Regions from separate parts of the Columba livia genome. Here region 1 is linked to region 2. The links are chromatin contacts, called in public Hi-C maps. All regions are on one chromosome and are shown on one strand. The core of a region is the stretch at or near the end of the contact, and the rest is flanking DNA. Distances in the headings are between cores, read along the strand shown. Region 1 holds the start of PXDC1 (PX domain containing 1). Region 2 holds the start of ECI2 (enoyl-CoA delta isomerase 2).

Region 1 (5,635 bases), core at 1,436-3,935, 180 kb before region 2:
GCAAAAGCTCTGGCAGGTCTTCAGACAGAAGAGGAACCACCCTCACTTGAGAGAGGCATTGAGGAATGAGAATGGCTTTAGAACATGCAGGAGATCCTGTCCCTGAAGTGAGGGAGGGAGCACACTGTGATGGGCAAAAGGCCAGGGCCAGCACGGATCGAGTCTGTCTGTGGCCAGGGCCAGCACACGTCCCAGTCCAGCTCACAAGGACTCTTCAGAGACCCACAAAGCCAACAAGTACAAGGACTACCAGCACGCTGGGAAGTCAAATTTTAGTCACAGTGACTCTGGGAGGCGCTGTGCCTTACAGGCCACGGGCAGGCTTGCTACCTGGCATCCTCAAAAACTGGGGCCCAGGTGCCATATACACTGATAGGCCGTGTTACTTAGAATTTACTGCCGCTCAGCACTACTAAAAATCACCCTCAACGGATAATACATGTTCACAATATTTTAGATCCTTGATCAGCAACCTAATCATGTAAGACACCGTATAAGCACACTGTGTCAGGCACACAGCAGGGCTGAAAGGTGGGGGTGTAGCGATCTGCAGCAACAGCCAGAGGACTCCTCCGTTCCCAGCCCGCACCCAAGCTGGAGGGACAGCCGCCCTCCGGCACCCAGCTCCCGCAAGCATCTCCCCGCCCGCAGCCCGGGGCGGACAGCAAGGGACTGCCGGGCTGCGCCCATCACCGCCGTCTGCAGAGGGCACTCGGGGCCTGCGAGTGGCGGCGGAGCTGCCCCGGCGCCCGCGGGACCGAGCGGCCACCTCCCGGCAGCGGGAAGGGGAAGAGCCCGGAGCCGGGGGACACTGGCCGGGGAACGGGCTCTGGCTCCCGCCGCCGAGAGGGAAAGAAGAAAAGGGAAAGATATAAGCATTTTTAAAGGAGGCACAACCCCCCCAACCCACCATCAGAGGTTAGGGATCAGGCAGGGCAGTAGAAAAAGCCGTGTCTCACTTTAAACACCCGTCAGAAAACATCCTTGGTGAGTCAGCCCGGGAAGGACCTGCTGTCGCTGCCTCCCCTCCATGGGAAGAGAGCCCGCTGTCACACAGGTAGGGCGGAGAAATAAATGCGGTGGATTTACACTGGTATGCAGGGTGGAGAACCAGCCCCCACAATGCAAAACGTAGACCCTCTGCAATGGGGGGTCACACTAGCAAGGTGTGAGGCAAAGCAAGAGCAGGGGAGAGCTTCATTGAATCCTTTCAGTTGAAAGAGACCCTCAGGATCACCGAGTCCTTCCCTATCCTCTCACAGAGGAAAACATACACAAAATATTGGCTTCTTCCCATTTCTGTTCAATCAAATAATCTATGTGGTTACTCAAACAACTGGGGAGACTGGAATTTCTCCAGACACGTCCATTTTCAGATGAGCAGACTGGCCTGCACAACTCTGCACACTTGAAATATTTTCGAGTAAACACATAACTGTATCTAACTGTACCCCAAAAGTTAAACAAATTAAAACCAACTCCCAAGAGAGCTTAACATGTACATGCGGCTTCTGTACAGAGAGGCCTGAGCATGGGTAACATCTCTCAAGTTGGGCTAATCCACTTCAGAAACGAAAAGAGAAAACCCAGCTCTAACCACTGATGCAATTCCCCTGTTTTGCAGAAGTTATGCAAGGAATTATGCCAACTCCCAGACTCGCTCGGTCCACTGGCAAGTGCTGCAGCCTCTTATTTTTTTCCGCTCTCCTTGTGGCAAACAACATACCAACATGCGGAGATTTCTCAGCTACAGCCCTTCTCCTGCCAACAACCCTCCCATCCCTTCCTCGGGAAGCCGCGGGGAGGCCGGCGGCAGCGGTGAAGGGCAGCGTGAACCCCTTTGCCGCCCAGACCAGATCAGCCCGGAGCCCCTGTCCCCGCGGAGCTGCGGACAGCGGCGGGGCTGGGACCTCCCTCCTGCAGGAGCGCAGAGTCCGCGGCTCTCGCCCCAGCTCGGGCTGCGGGACAGCCCTTCACTCCCACCGTGTATTTACCAAAAAAAAACCCAAACAAAAAAAAACCAAAACCGACAGAAATCAACAGCCCGAGCGGAGTTTCCGACCGCAAAACGCCCCCGCAGCTTCCCAGCCCCCCCGCCCCGTCCGGTCGCATAGCGGCTCGGGCTCCTCACCCCTTCCCTCCGCCCGGGGGAACCGCCCGCCCCGCCACCGCCATCCCGGGAAAAGCGGCAGCGGCTGAACGCCCGCCCGCCCGCCGCCCAGCGAGCGCCGCGCCCGCGGAGGCTGCTCAGACCTTGGAGCAAGGGGGAGCGGGACAGTTCGGGTCGGTCCTCGGGGAAGGAGTCAAGGAGCCGCTTGAAGAGGCGGCCGAGGTCGGAGTAGCTGCGGTGCAGGTAGAGGATGTTGCGGTCCGACCACTCGGTGCGAATCTCGTAAAACTCCTCTTCGTCGCCCCGCCGGCTGATGATGAGCCGACGGATCCCGTTCACCCAGCAGCCCCGCACGTACATGTTCACCAGCGAGGTGCCCTCAAACACGGCCGAGGCCATCCCGCCACCGCATCCCCCGCCGCCGGCGGAGGGCGAAGCGCAGCGCTCCGCGCCGCCGCGGCCAAGTTATGAGGAGAAGGAAGAGGAGGAGGAAGAAGAGAGAAGGGGGGTGCCACCCGCCTCACGGCCCCCCCTCTGGTCCGGCCCTGCCTTGCCCTGCCCGCCGGGGCTGAGCCGCCTCCCGGCGCTGGAGGGAGGGCTCGCCGGCGCCTCATAGACGGTGGCCCGCAGCGAGAGGCCGGCCCGGGCACCCCAGCCTCTGCTCCGCTGAGCCCCCGGCACCGAGCAGGGCGGCTCTCACCCCCTCCCGGGGCGGGGAGCGGGGTAGCTCGGCCCCTTCTTCCCCGGCGCTGCAGGAAGGCAGAGCCCCTCCCGTCCACGGCGGGAGGGAGTGGGGCTGCCCGCGGCTGCTGTGACGCCCCCGGTCCCGCAGCCAGCGCCAACTCCCTCCCCCAAACACCCGCGGTCCCCACGGCGGGATCCTCCTCTTCCTTCTCGGGACGATTTCGCAGACGCCACAGATATTACGAGGAAATTTCTTCCCCTCCCAGTGACCCCAGAAGTTTTTTGGTGGTGTGGGGGTTGTTTTGTGTGTTTGTGTTTTTTTTAAACAAACAAACAAACAAACAAACAAAAACACAACAACCCAAAACTTCCAGCCCAGCCAGCTGAGGGAGGAACAGGGAGAATTGCTTACACTGTCTCCAGCTGCGGCATGCGAGGCTGCCAGCCCCTAGCAGCACACACAGTGGAAAAGCGACCGTCAGTGCCCTGGGCAGCCTAAAGGGAGACCCCGGCAGCCGTGCCGGCATCTCCAGGGAGGCGGAGGTCGATTATTGAGAGGACAAGCAGGAGAAAGGGTGTAGACAGCTGGTGTCTGGGAGTCCTTCGGCCTTTTCTTAATAGTCTGGTGGGATGCCACCCCTGAGAGAGCCTCCAGCAGCATCTCTCACAGGAGGGAGATGGGGGCACCTGCACTTGCAAATACAGCCTCTCCTTCCCACCAGGGACCTCAAGTACTGTCTTGAGGCACAAGAGAGCATGGGGCACTGGGAGAGCTGGCAGGGCTGGAACAGTCAGATACAGTCATCTGTCAAAACTGGAGATGCACTGTAAAGCAAGGAAGTGTGTGGGAGACACCTGGATGTCTGAAAGTGCCTAGAAGCTGCAGGGTTAAGATATACATGCTGAAGGTGAAGCGAATGACAGCACAGTGACGTGGGATTCATCATCTGGGATGGGCCTCTGCTTGAAGGCAGTGGCCTCCGGCACCGGCTTTCTGCTGCTGAGGGAGGCATTGGGTGAATTCCCGGGGTCATGCCATGGCCTGGGGCAGGAGAGACCCTTCCTGTTTGTATAATTTGGGGAGGTTGGAGGTCGTTGCACTCACACTATGAATTATCAAATATAAGCCAGTTTCTGCCGGTGTGACATCTGTGGTTCAGGAGGTCAGGAATTCACACAGTAATGATCCTTGTGCTGTTCAACTGCTCAAAAAATCAGCAAAACCCAGAGACAAGATCACTGCTACGGTTATCAGCCAAAAAGTGGTGTTTGGAGAACATTGCAGCTGGATCAGCTTGGGGCAGTGCAAATAAGAATAGTGGTGGGGGGTGGGCAGGAGGGGCACAGAGGTGAAAGATGATTAATAGTTTTCTGTTAAGTGCATAATTAAGTGACTAAACCACACTCTTTGATACATAACATGTTGCTAGTAACTGCCAAAATCATTCAGGTGCCAGATGCCTTTACGGTAAACCAACTCCAAACTGACAAAGGCAATGATGTCCCAATCTCCCTATTCAAATATCTAATTGTATATTTTCTTGGTTTAACCTTTACATAACAAAACTGGTTCTAGTTCACTCCAAAGCACAGTTATATGTAACTAACGCAAATGACTGAGCCCCATTTCTCCAAACAGAAAAGCTCATGCTCGTTTACTGCAGTCTCGCGCCACAGCACCTGCAGACATTTCTTTAGAGAAATCTGTGTTTTTCAAAACAGGATGAGTGATGCTAAAGAACTTGGAGTGGATCCTGAGATGCTCAGCACTGATTCCTACCTAACTAACTTTATTGAGAACAGCCCGTATCTGTGATCCAAAACCGAACAAAGCAAACAACCTGAAGGCACACGCTTTTCGAGGAGAGCTGTGTACCCCTGCCCGGAACAAAGCGTGCAGCAGCGGCCCACTTGCTTCACCTTGGATCACCACGAAAAACATTTTCACATCACTGTCAGGCTAGACATCTCTCCTGAGTGCCCCATATTAGCTGTTCAGAGTATTCAGTGTGGCTTCACAGGAAAGGAATTGTTGTGAACCTTTATACTGTAGGAAGACCTCCACACAGCTCCTTTTGTTCAGGGCAGGCTTTTGTAATCCTTCCTCTTGTTCCAGTACATGGTGGTCTTCCCAGTTCTTCCGTGTAAGAACAAAGCAAGAAAATAAAATGCCTTCTCTTCTGACAGTTGCTGTGGTAACCCAAAAGAACCACATATCCTAAGGAAGTGAAACTTCTGGGAAGAGAACTGTGAGAGTAACCCCCCACTTTTTTTTTAAAGATGTCAGCCTTGTGTTGCTTCTAACTATTTAGGCAGGGGAAGTGCTTGACATTTTCTGATTCCTGCTGGTATTTTCTGCCGCCTTTGCAATAGAATTATGTTTGCCATTGTTGACCTGCCCACAAACTGCACGTCACTCAATAGACCTCTAAGGCTCTCAGCACCTTGTCAGAGCCCCAGCTTCAGCTGGATTCTGCAAGGTCTTGGTTGGGAGTCCTCAGCTTCTGCTGGGCTAAGGCTGGCATGCACCATCCTGTAGGCTTGGGTGTTAAATGTTTGGTTCTATTTTGCTCTTTCAGTCTGACTGGTGCCACACTTCCAACTTAATTAAAATATTCAAAGCACGCAAAACCCTATGTGCCTGTTACTGCCTGCTCATGGAAAATGAGCCTATGCTGAAAACTCTACATCTAAAGGGCTTGAAGCTGACATTCTGATGCCAGATCCTGCAGTTTAGGAGTACTCCTATGCCTAATGCTGAACATGCAGGATCAGTTCATTATTGCCCTATGAGTATGAGCCTGTTACAGAAAAAGCAATCTTAATCCAGTAAGTACAGAA
Region 2 (5,980 bases), core at 3,412-5,911:
ACTGACCCCTGAGGCACTCCACTAGATACAGGCCTCCAACTAGACTCCGCCCCACTGACCACGACTCTCTGGCTTCTTTCCTTCAGCCAGTTAACCTCCCTTCTTAACCAGTCCACCTCACTTCTCGGTCGTCCAGACCACACTCCCCCAGTTTAGCAGTAAGGATGCTGTGGGTGACTGTGTCAAAGGCTTTACTGAAGTCAAGACAGACCACATCCGCTGCCCTGCCATCATCCATCCACCTCGTTATATCTTCATAAAAGGCTATGAGGTTAGTCAAGCACGACTTCCCCTTGGTGAAGCCATGTTGACTGCCCCTAATGACCCTCTTATCCCTGATATGGGATATATCCCTGATAGGAAAATCCAGTCCTCCTCTATGGAAAAGTGGATTGGATTGGGGGTGACAGTGGACAGTAGGAAAAAGAAGCAACTGCTGCAATACAGAAATAGGGCCTGGCAGCAGGAAAGTGGGTGAGAAGAGGCAATAATGTCCCTTTTGCTCAGTTGACATGAGAACATCAGAACAAAGCTAGTTAAATTTTTATGTTTGTATCCAACCACAGCTATCTGAATAGGATTCACAGAAAGGTCAAGACATTTCCCACTACAGGGATCCAGGAAGACTCCTTCTGAGGCCAATTAAATCCTCATGGTCAAACCTGGAAAAAGAAACAGGACAGAAGAGGGCTCACCACCAAACCTACTGGTCATCTCTCGAATGATAATAGCCTCAAAGAGGTTTTCCACAAGGCAAGGCTTACAGGCACTCTGGGTGTGCTGACATCTGCAATTATCCCCAAATGCAGGTAAATTTATTGCATATCTGTAGCAGTGGAAGGCTGTGTTTACATCCTCCTCATATATTAAATCCAAGCAAACAAAAAACCCACGATGCAGTCAACAGACTGTTAACAGCAATAAAGAAGTACTTTCAGGGAATGACCTGGAATACTGAGCCTCTTCTCACTAGGAGAGGCCCCAGAAAACAGCCGCTGGACAAAGCCAGAAATAATCTCTCAGCTGCAAGAGATCAGTTCTTCCTCCACTCTCAACAGAGGAGTTTCTTCATAATGTGCACAGATCCAGGACAAAGTCAAACCCTTTGGGCCTCCTCCCAGGAGCTTACATCTGACTGGCTTTGTGGGAGGAAATGCAGAAAAGAGCTATAAGGTCTGCAGTCAGAGACAGTGAAAGGAGCAGATGCAAGGATTATGATGTCCTGCTTTGCTGTAAATGTATCAAAGGGCCTTTGACATAACAACCAAAGAATGCAACTGTACTGCCAAGTAAAGGATAAGCAATTCAGGGAGCTGGTTCAATAAATTCCCAGACAGAAATAGAAAAAGGCTGCAGAGACTGAATAAGGACTGTTGCATATTTTGCTGGGATTTAATAGCACCTGAGCTCCTGTTGTGTGTGTGTGGGCTGTAAACATGCAGATGTCTTGTCACAGGATGATGCGGGGAAGCTAAGAAGAGATTTGGGACACAGCTCGAGAGCCAGGATGGAAGTGAACTCAACCCCTTAAGACTGCTGCCTCCCAAGCTGAAGAGTAGATACTGTAGCAAAGACACATTTACTGTAAGCAGGAAGTATCCCAGGCACAGGCAAAGACCAACAAAGGCCACATAAACAAGCCAACACCATAAGAGAAAAAGAACCATTTTTTTCAATCCACTTTATTTAAATACCAGCATTTAATAGCACTCCTCTGAAAAGTCCCTTCAGAGCTGCTGAGAATCAAAGGAGTAGCTCACAGAAAAACCAGTCTTTGATAAAGATCTGAGCTCCTTTAAAGTTGCTGATATAACTACCAACTACAAAGTCCAAGTGTGACTAGGTTACTACCTTAGTTTGGACCAGGAGAATGCTCTTGGAGCAAGTCTCAAAGTTGTCTCCAACTCTGTTTCACTCGTTTGTGCTGCAGAGTTGTCTTGGCACATCTGATATAGATCCCTTCTAGATACCATAAAACTGGGAGCTGTCTCCCAGCTGCTGACAGGCACCCAGTCATGGGCCTGTCACTGGGATCATACTACAACCAGCCTGAAGGAAACCCTCAAAACAGGGATAGTGTGGACACAGGTTTCCCAGCAGCAAACCTTTTGCTCCCAGTGGTCTCACCTGCCTTAAATGCAAATACATCCCCACAGCAGTGAAGCTCCCAATCTCAAACAGCTGAATGGAAAGACTGTTGAATGGGTACAGCCTCAGTAAGACTCTTCTGAATGTGCATTTATGTCAGCATCCCTCCTCCTCAGACAAATTCAAACTTGGAAAAATTACATACTGCGATGGGGCAGGACAAAAAGCGGGTACATGGGAAGACAGCCTGTAGAACTAACAACTCCATGTCTGAAAGGATTATGAATGCCCTTCTTGGAAAAACAAACCAAACCAAAACCAAACAACCAAACAAACACAAAATGCAAAACACCAAAGTAAGAGGAATTCTTGTATTTTGCACTTATATTTGTATAAGCCTTCACCTCCCAGTTCTCCAAAGATATGCCCCTTTTTTTAAATTTAGACTGCAAAAAAAGCCTCCAAAATGTATTGGCATAGCAAGGCTGTCAGCATCTTTGATATAATTCTGCTAGCATACAGTTGACATAGAAAATAAAGCCCACCTGTCTGGTGTTGTACTACTGGAAAAACTGCACCATTTATCTGTATTATATCTGGATAATATACTAGAAACATTAACTCATTATTCATATTAATCTATTACCTTATTTCACATACCGCATCTTGCCATTTCAAATTCATCTGACTGCACTAGCCTAACGATGTCCAGCAGGCCAGTCTTCTACATGCTTTCCAACTTAGAATTGCTTTCCCTTCCTCTTGTTGTAACAACTTAGCTACATTAAATTAATATTTATCTGTAGAAAGTCTGCCTAAAGAGTTATTTTTTGAAATAAGGGCAGAAGTCATGCTGATCACACAACTTGCATTCTCTCTGTTTCTCCCTGTATCTGAAATTTTTTATGTACATGCTTCAAATAATTTCTCACAAAGCCTTGGGAGAAAAACATTATACCTTAATGCCTAAATGAATACAGTTTTCTGGTCAAAATGCATTCATGCCTAATGGAGATACTTGGATAAAAGCATTTCACTTATGAAAGTGTACATTATAACAGTCAAAATTGTGTGCTGATAACAATCAGAGTACTATAGGTCTTTAATCTATTGGTATGGTGATGCTTGTTTCACTATTCTACTTAGGATCTTGCTTACTGAGTATATGTAACAAACCAAATGCTTAATTTACTTGAGTATTTATTAAGATATTTTTGATAGGAAGAGGAAATTCTACAAATTGACACACTTCGCGATTATCATTCACACACAAACAATTTTTCAGTAGAATTTCCAACTTAACCGTTATTTTGTCAATGTCAATCCTACAGTTCTAAGTCCACTCAGAAGCCAAGTCATCCTTTCTGCTTCCCACAGCCCAGCTAACACCAGAGCTGCACACCTGTCCCAGTGTCACTAGTGCAAGTGACACGTTACCTGGAAACAGCTCAAGATCAATATGTAATGAAGACAGACCATGGGAGATATTGCATCACTATTTCGAAAGTCAGAGTAGTCTCAGCAAGAAGCCCTAATTAGCTGAACACATGGTTAAGCTTGTTTTCGTGGGACTGATTGGGAGGGGGGAAAGAACAAGAACATAGGGAGGGTTGTGGAGTGTTCTTCTCTGGAGACATTCAAAACCTGCCTGGACGCCCTCCTGTGTAACCTCATCTGGGTGTTCCTGCTCCGGCAGGGGGATCAGAGTAGATGATCTTTTGAGGTCCCCTCCAATTCCTAACATTCTGTGATTCTGTGATTCTGTGATATAGAATCACATATTTTTCTCCATATTTCAGTACAGTTTCAGGCCCCTTACACCCACCCTAACTACTTCTTTGGTGGTTATACACTTGCCTCAGGAGACAGAAATACAAGGGTACAGGCACCAAACGCAAGTATCCCACTCCCACAAGTGTGTTCAAACACAAAATGTGGGCGGTACGGCTGGAAGGGTCCCTGTCTCCAGCAGAAAGTGACTTCCCTCAACTTAGGATGAAACCAGTGTCCCGTTCCGCGCATTAACCGCGTACGTACGGGCCGCATAGAGAAATCAAACCCGGTTCATCGAGTGGCACGGGTGGGAGGGCGCTCGGTCTCCACGCCGGGCCCCGGCAGGAGGGAGACGGGGCTGCCCAGGCCTGAGGCAACGGCCGGGCCTCCCGCCGCCCCACGGCGCTTACAGCCCCGGCCGCGCCACTGCCGGCCCTCAGCCTTCCCCTGGCCTCTATGAGAGGGCCCACTGGGCAGCCCCGGAGCAGCAGGGCCGGGGAGGGAGCCAGGCCACCCGCTACCGGCCACTCACCCGGGAGCGCGGCGAGGAGACAGCGGCTCTCGGACCAGGCTCTCACCGGGGCGGGACGGCACCAGAGCCCCCAGCCACACGGACAGTGCGCGGGCGATCGGGGCTCACCTCACTTGGCAGAACGGCTGCCAGCACAACCTCCGAACAAAGGTCAGGGCGGAGGCCGCCATGACACGGGGAGCCACGGCGGGGGAGGAGGAGGTGGCGGCGGCGGCGGCGGCAAACTCCGCCCCGCCGGAGCTACTGCGCCCTCAGCTGAGGGGATGGCGATCGCCTCCCGTGGTGGAGGCCGGGCTGAGCGTGATGGCTTCGCCCGCAGCCGCTGAGGTGACAGCGGCCGGGCCGGACCGGGCTTGGCGGGAGCCGTGAGGCGGCAGGTTGGGGCTCCGCTGGCGGGAGGGACCGGGCGGGGAGTCTCCTCTCTACGAGCAACCAGATGCAGGTGTGACAGCAGTCTGGAGCCATAGCCTGGGAAATGCACTTCGGGGTCAGAAATTAAACAGGTTGTTGTGGAAGCTACTGGAGTATCCAGAAGAGTGACACGAAGCTGGTGAAAGGGTTTGAAGGGGAGTATGAGGAGTGGCTAAAGTCACTGGGTTTGTTCAGCCTGGAGAAGAGGAGTCTGAAGGGAGACCTCATGGGGCTACAGCTTCCTCACAAGGGGAGGAGGAGGGGCAGGTACTGAACTCTTCTTTCTGGTGACCAACGACAGAACCCGCGGGAATGGCAGGTTTAGACTGGACATAAGGAAAATGTTCTTCCCCCAGAGGGTGGTGGAGCACTGGAACAGGCTCCCCAGGGAGGTGTCACGGCCCCAAGCCTGACAGTGTTCAAGAAGAGACTGGACAACTCCCTCAGACACATGGTGTGAACTGTGGGGTTGTCCTGTGCAGGGACAGGAGTTGGACTCCGTGATCCTTGTGGGTCCCTTCCAACTCAGGACATTCTATGACTTCTAAGCCTGACGGGCAGCTGGCACTGTCAGAGAGCAGACTATGGAAAATGATCAGATGTGAAGCCAGTGAGCAAAAGTAATGGACTCAGCCCCTCAAAAGTGCCTTGTAACACACATCACATTATTGAGGGGGGCCATTACTTGTATTATCTTTCTATTTTTGCCTGCTAGGTAGCTCTTAAATATGTTCATGTCCTTGTTTTTCCACACAAATCAGCTGGTGGGCTACTGAATAGCCTTGGGTCTGTACCTCAGTAGGATTGGTGCCGTGCAGAAGTGAAATAAATGCTAGTGTCTGTCCCATCTAACTTAAAATATATTGCTGTTTATTGCTAAGCTTTTGCACTTTGAGCTTTCGCTTCTCAGGGTATGTTTAATTTTTCCTTGCTGATGTTATCTGCTTTGGGAAAGATGTTTCTGTGTTCAGTCAGGTGCTGGGAAGATCTTCATGACTGGGATACTCAGCTCTGTCAGTCTCCTTTCAAAAAGCATCCAATAAAATCACCTTTTAGTCCTGATTCAATTTCTTGTTTGTTTGTTTCTCCTTTCCCCAAAAGTAAATGCATTTAGGACTATGAGTTCTCCCTCAAGGATAAATGTTTCAAAGCTGTTAATGAGCTGTGGGGTTCTCC

Evidence for each region. Hi-C and Micro-C count contacts between places; a contact is called where the count stands out from the background.
Region 1: a Hi-C map of liver shows a contact between it and region 2, with 2.4 times the contacts expected there. The contact joins the promoter of PXDC1 here to the promoter of ECI2 in region 2. A contact is called at or near these places in 2 of 2 Hi-C or Micro-C datasets (crop and liver).

Annotation. Positions count from the first base shown.
Region 1 is chr2:73,343,609-73,349,243 of bColLiv1.pat.W.v2, reverse strand. PXDC1 (PX domain containing 1) reads right to left here and starts at 2,685. Exons shown (of 5, transcript XM_065052505.1): 1 at 2,254-2,685. The coding sequence starts at 2,509.
Region 2 is chr2:73,162,437-73,168,416 of bColLiv1.pat.W.v2, reverse strand. It overlaps ECI2 (enoyl-CoA delta isomerase 2), which reads right to left and starts at 4,661. Exons shown (of 10, transcript XM_065052499.1): 1 at 4,502-4,661. The coding sequence starts at 4,563.